2 separate regions of the Sus scrofa genome follow, and region 1 is linked to region 2. A link is a contact called in public HiChIP or PLAC-seq data. All regions are on one chromosome and are shown on one strand. The core of a region is the stretch at or near the end of the contact, and the rest is flanking DNA. Distances in the headings are between cores, read along the strand shown.

What was found. HiChIP or PLAC-seq counts read pairs in DNA pulled down with a chosen protein or histone mark.
Region 1: an H3K27ac HiChIP or PLAC-seq map of alveolar macrophages shows a contact between it and region 2. The contact joins the promoter of NMRAL1 here to the promoter of GLYR1 in region 2. A contact is called at or near these places in 1 of 5 promoter capture datasets (fetal liver) and 1 of 2 datasets of contacts at active chromatin or transcription factors (alveolar macrophages).

What each region holds. Positions count from the first base shown.
Region 1 is chr3:37,870,538-37,873,317 of Sscrofa11.1, reverse strand. It overlaps NMRAL1 (nmrA-like family domain-containing protein 1), which reads right to left and starts at 1,450. Exons shown (of 6, transcript XM_003124636.6): 1 at 1,137-1,450; 2 at 876-956. The coding sequence starts at 915.
Region 2 is chr3:37,553,769-37,556,869 of Sscrofa11.1, reverse strand. GLYR1 (putative oxidoreductase GLYR1) reads right to left here and starts at 1,513. Exons shown (of 16, transcript XM_013995678.2): 1 at 1,389-1,513; 2 at 313-349. The coding sequence starts at 1,426. UBN1 (ubinuclein-1) reads left to right here and starts at 1,615. Exons shown (of 17, transcript XM_021086662.1): 1 at 1,615-2,349.

The sequences.
Region 1 (2,780 bases), core at 201-2,700, 320 kb before region 2:
CCTGTGGCATGTGGCAGTTCCTGGGTTAGGGGTCTAATCCAAGCTGCAGCTGCCAGCTTACACCACAGCCACAGCAACTCCAGATCTAAACTACATCTGCGACCTACACCAGGGCTCACGGGAAACACTGGATCCTTAACCCATTGATCGGGGCCAGGGATGGAACTCAAGTCCTCATAGATACTAGTCTGGTTCGTTACCACTGAGCCACCATTGAACTCCAGAGTATCTTTATATATATCTAAATATCAGGCACGACTCAAGAAACCTGGTAATGGAGTTCCTGTCGTGGCGCAGTGGTTAACAAATCCAACTAGGAACAATGAGGTTGTGGGTTTGATCCCTGGTCTTGCTCAGTTGATTATGGATCCGGTGTTGCTGTGATCTGTGGTGTAGGTTGCAGACGCGGCTCCGATCCGCATGGCTGTGGCTCTGGCATAGGCCGGTGGCTACAGCTTGGATTCGACCCCTAGCCTGGGAACCTCCACGTGCCTCGGGAGCGGCCCTAGAAAAGGCAAAAAGACAAAAACAAAAAAAAAAGAGAGAGAAAGAAACCTGGTAAAGGCAATGGGTGGGGTTTCTAGGGCAAAGGTAGGAGGGAGATTTAATTCTGATGTTACGTGCAATCACTAGTAGTTCAAAGTTAAGAAATTAATTTTTGAAAAACTACAAGAGGAATCAGCGTTCAGGTCCTGCTCCATGGCCCCACCCTGGGTCAGGGGTCCGAGCCATCTCACATCTCCCTCCAGGACCCGGGGTACATCTCCTGGCGCTGAGAGTGGGCCCTGGCTCTGTGGGGCTGGGCCGGCCGGACCCCTGGGCTGGCTTGGCGAGGGGTCCTGCGTCTCGCGGCCTCCTTTTGGGGTGTCCCTTACCAGTGGCTCCAAACACGACCACCAGTTTCCTTTCCGCCATGCGACCGGGAACGGGAAACGCGGTCGGGAGAGGTCTGAGCGCTGTGAGAGGCGCAGAGTCGGCGACGAGGCCGGGCATCCCCGCCCGGAACGACCCCGCGCGCGCCGCGTAGGACCGAGGGGGCGGTCCGGCCGGGAGAGGTCGGTACCCCGCCACCCCCACCCCCTCGGACCGGACATGGCCTCCCAGCCCGACCCCCGGTTCCCCCAGGTCGCGTGTACCTCCTTGCCACCGCCTAGGTGGGAAATCGTCGGGGAAAGGGAGGGGGGCCTCCGCTTTTGCAGCCGAGTCCACCCCCGCCCGAAGCTCCAGTCGCACCCTGGCAAAGCCACCTTTTTTCGGCCACCTTGTGTGACAGAACCGCAGTGTGGGCTGCTTCCGAGCCCCCGCCGTCCTGGTCGTGACTCTGAACGGAGCTGACCCACCACCCCCTCCGCGGGCACAGATGGTTCGTCCCGGGCCCAGTGTACTCAGATCAGGTCAGCATCCGTCAGCGCCAGGCCTTCGTAACACCGAATTTGCGTAAATCGGATCTGACCTAAACAGACACGCAGAGGGCTGCTTAGCTGGATGCTGGGGATGAAGACTGCGCAAAGCATAAACAAACAAAATAATTAAATTTTTTCAATCTTTTTTTTCTTTTTTGGCCAGCCAATGGCGTATGGAGTTCGCTGGCCGGTGATCTGATCCAAGCTGCAGTTTCGACCTACCTGTGGCTGGATCTTTTAATCCACTGTGCCGGTCGGGTGATTGAACCTGGGTGCTGGCACTGCAGAGACTGCTACAATGCCGATTCACCACAGCAGGAACTTCAAAAATTTTAAATCTTGCATGAAGCTCTGCACTATAGGGTGTCACTCAAAGATAAGTAAATCTATACCCAGGAGTTAACACCCGAGGCTCTTGAGTTGCTGTATGGCTGACATTTGAGGTTGCCACGACTTGCCTGGGTTTGAATTCTTTTAGGAGAAAAGAGATTTCTTTGTATTCTTCTAAAAGTCAGAAATGATTCTCTTCTCTCCTCTTCTAAAAATGTACTGCTGACTAGATAAGAGCATTCATTTTTTTTTTTCCCTTCTTCATTTGTTCCAAAGTGTGTACAGACCCCTCTGGGAATGTTAGCTTCATAACAGTAGGCACTGATGAATTTCCAGTGCCTAAAATAGTACCTGGCACAAAGTAGGTGCTTAATAAATATTTGCTGATTGATTGCCTAAACATCTACTAGACACTGCAGTTACTGGGAAATCAAACTAAAACTGATGGTTTTCCTGAATCTGGTAGTAGCGATAACCCACAAGAGATAACCCACAAGGCCATGTGTTTTTGGTTTTGGGTTTTGTTTTTTTTTTCCTTTTTAGAGGCATATGGAAGTTCCCAGGCTAGAGGTCGAATCCGAGCTGTAGCTGCTGGCCTACACCACAGCAACTCAGGATCTGAGCTGAGTCTGTGACCAACACCACAGCTCACAGCAATGTGGGGGTCCCTAATCCACTAAGCAAGGCCAGGGATCCAACTCGCATCCTCATGGATATGAGTTGGGTTCGTAGCCTACTGAGCCACAACAGGAACTCCGGTCATGTGTATTTTATGTATGTAAAATATTGGTGTCTAGGTATTATAAGATACATGTATTTATTTATTTATCTATTTTTTGGCCTCACCTGTGGCATGTGGAAGTTACCAGGCCAGGGATCAAACCCATGCCACAGCAGCGACAAATGCTGGCTCTTTTTTTTCTTTTTTTTTGTCTTTTCTAGGGCCTCACCCACAGCATATGGAGGTTCCCAGGCTAGGGGCCGAATCAGAGCTGCAGCCGCTGGCCTACGCCACAGCCACAGCCACAGCAACGCGGACCCGAGCCG
Region 2 (3,101 bases), core at 264-2,763:
ACTGGAAAATTTGTTTTCTTCTCCATTTATTAGATTTATGTGCAAAGCTAAATTCAAGTTAGAAAGGATTTTCAGGATGAAAAGACTTTTCCACAAACCACCTCTGATTCAAGAAACAATAACATACTGTAGATTTAATGACGTGGTTTAAATTACACTGCCTTTTCTAAAAAAACTGACAGTGGAGGAAAAAAAAATTCTCCAATGTTATTTAAATAGGCCCAGTTAAACTCAATGTTAGGAATTCAAGGGACTGCATCTTATACTCTCCACCTCCTCAAACTCAACTTCAGATGTCCGCCAGTCACTCACCTTTCCCGGCCAAGGAGGATACCGGCCGAGTTTCCCCCTAGAGAAAACACAAAGAGTCAGCATTTGCCCTGGAAAGGCCAGTCCGTCTCCTTCAACCCACTCAACATGCAATTTATTTTCCTAAATCTCCCCTTCGACGCTCAAGTGCCAGAATAGAAAAAGCTGGGAACCAGAAGTTCTTATTGTGGCATCCACAGCTGGGCCCAAGAGGCCCAAACCCCTCAGAAATGCAATGCAAAACTGTAAACTTGTGTGCATTCTTCCGGTGACAAGGGATACAGAAAAACAAAACTACCAAGAGTCGTTTGTCCAGAACCTCCCCGGGACGTGACGAGGGTGGCGGGACGGTCTGCTGTGTAAACACAGACTTCCCCTTACAAAGTCTGGTTTCATCCCCCAACCCGGCTTTGACAAATGCTAATGGAAATCCTTCCTCTAGACTGAGAAATGAGCTACGCAGCTCAGCTGGAGGGAGGCGGCGACAGTAAGTCTTGGTTCGGGCGGTTGTCTGGGACACAGAAGCAGACCAGGGGAAGCACCCAAGGAGAAACTGGTCCCTGCCAAACCTCCAGTTGTAAAGGAGAAGTCCCCACTCCGTTTCTTCACAGGACAGTGCCAGCAGCCCGGTTTCGACACTCCCGGCTGAGCCGCCCGCACCGGTCGGTGCCATCGCAAGGCGGGTTTCGACGGGCAGGCTGGGACGCGATGGCTCCGCAGGCTCCCCGGCTCTCCCGCTTTCCCGGGAGCCCCAACCAGACCCCGAGGCGAGGACCGGGCGTCCGCGGGAGCCGCGCGGCGCTGGGCACTCCCCAAACGGTGGCCGCTGGAGTCCGGGTCCTGTGCGCAGCCCTCTCCACAGCTCAAAGCCGGGTCCGCCGCGGCCACCCTCGGCCTCAGTCCCCCCGGGCCAGGCTGCCCCTTCCGCCCGGCGTCGCTCCCAGCGCCCGCACCCCGCCTCGCCCACTCTCCGCCACCTGAAGCGAAGAGAAAGGCAGCCCCGGGGCGGGCTGCGAACCCCACGCACAGGGAGGCAACTCCCCAGCGCACATCACTCGGCCCGGGCCGCCTGGACTCACCACACCAAATCGCCGAGCCGCAGACTCACAGTCGCCATCTTACCACCCAACCACCGCCGGCGCACGGGCAGCCGGGAACATCAGGTCGTCCCGGTGCCGCCCATTGGAGTGAGCCCGGTCACGTGACGGGGGCTGACCGTAACCGGACACGCCGCTGCTCTGACGTCACCGCGCCCGCCCAGGCTCATAGGCCGGCCTAGCGGCACGTGACCCGGGCGCCGCGGTCTCCGCGCGCCGGAGCCCGGAGACTCCCGGCTTCTTCCCCCTCCCTCCGGCTCGTGACAACGTAGCGCAGCGGTCTGAGGCGGCGGCGACGGTGCGGCCGGCGGAGCGAGCGAGTCCCCGAGCTAGGGAGCAGGTCCTGCGGCCCGCTCCGCCCCAGGGCCCTGGCCTTCAGCCCCTCCCCCTCGGCGCTTCCGTTACGGCCGTTAGTCCTGCGCGGGCCCGGGGCCGCCCGCGTCTCCGAGCCGGCAGCTGCCCTGACGGACTTCGGCGCGGCCTGGAAGCCAGCCTCCGCCCGCGCCCGGGGCCTCGCGCCCGACGGGCTCTTCGCGGCCGCGCCCGGAGGGCGGACAGGTCCTTCGGAGGGTGGACAGGTCCTTTGGAGCGCTCTTTCTAACGGCCGGCGTCCAGGGAGAGGCTCCGATCCTGCGTCCGCGTCGCACGTTCTCCTGGGGCGCAGTGCTGCCCGTCCCGAAGTCCCAAGTTGCCCGGCCGACGTGGAGCCGGCGTCTCTCTGCTTCCTCCTGGGCCGGCGCGTCGGCACGGCCGGCGAGGCCCCCCGGGCGCGCGGGGACCGGGCCATGGGCCGTGGCGCGGGCCGGCCGACCGCCGGGAGGCATGGCTCGGTGGCCGGCCGCTAGCAGCGCGGCAGCCCGGGCTCCCGGGCCGGCATGAGGACGGCCACGGGGGAACGAGTGCGGCCCGCGGGGCCGTAGCCTGCGTCGCGCCGGGGACAAAGGTACGTGTCTTTGTGGGAACTGGGCTCTCACGTAAGCTTTGTTGTGGTTTGACACTTTTAGGGAAGTTGGAAACAGGCTGTTTTGACAACAGGAAGGCAGACGCTAAGCGTAGTTTCAGTATGTTCAAACTAAACCATTGAATGGGGAATCTTGAATAACAAGCAGTTTAGCACAGCGTCTGCCTAAATATCACCATCGCAGATAGAATGTAAAACATTTTAAAAAGGTTCCAATCTCAGTTTGAGAACCCAGGGAGTCTAAGTCAAGTGTTAACTTACCCGGGACTTTTCTTGAGTCACCGCCTGCATGAAAGAGTGGCAGGTCCACGGGCATCTCTCATAGGTGTCGTGTTATACAGAGACTGGGTGTAAACGGGAAGTTTTTAGCGAACTGACTTGTCCGAAGCCTGGTTTCTCTTTGGAATTCAGTTTCGCTGAAGTACCATCAGCTAGTTTCAGGAAGTGTCATTTACTGGTAACTATTTTGTGTTGTTTTAAATACAAATCTATGATTTAAAGCGTATTTAAGTTTCCAAGAGGGAACACTAAAATTCAACACACCTTCCTAACTTAATTTTTGAGGAATCGAAGGGTACGTTAATGACTTCATAAAATACACAGATCTTAAATCAACATCACATTGGACCTAGAGACATTCCCATTACAGTCAGGAACATGGCAAAGAATATATTGTCTAACATTCTGGCAGTTCTAGCCAATGCAACAAGACATGAAACAAAAATAAAACGTAT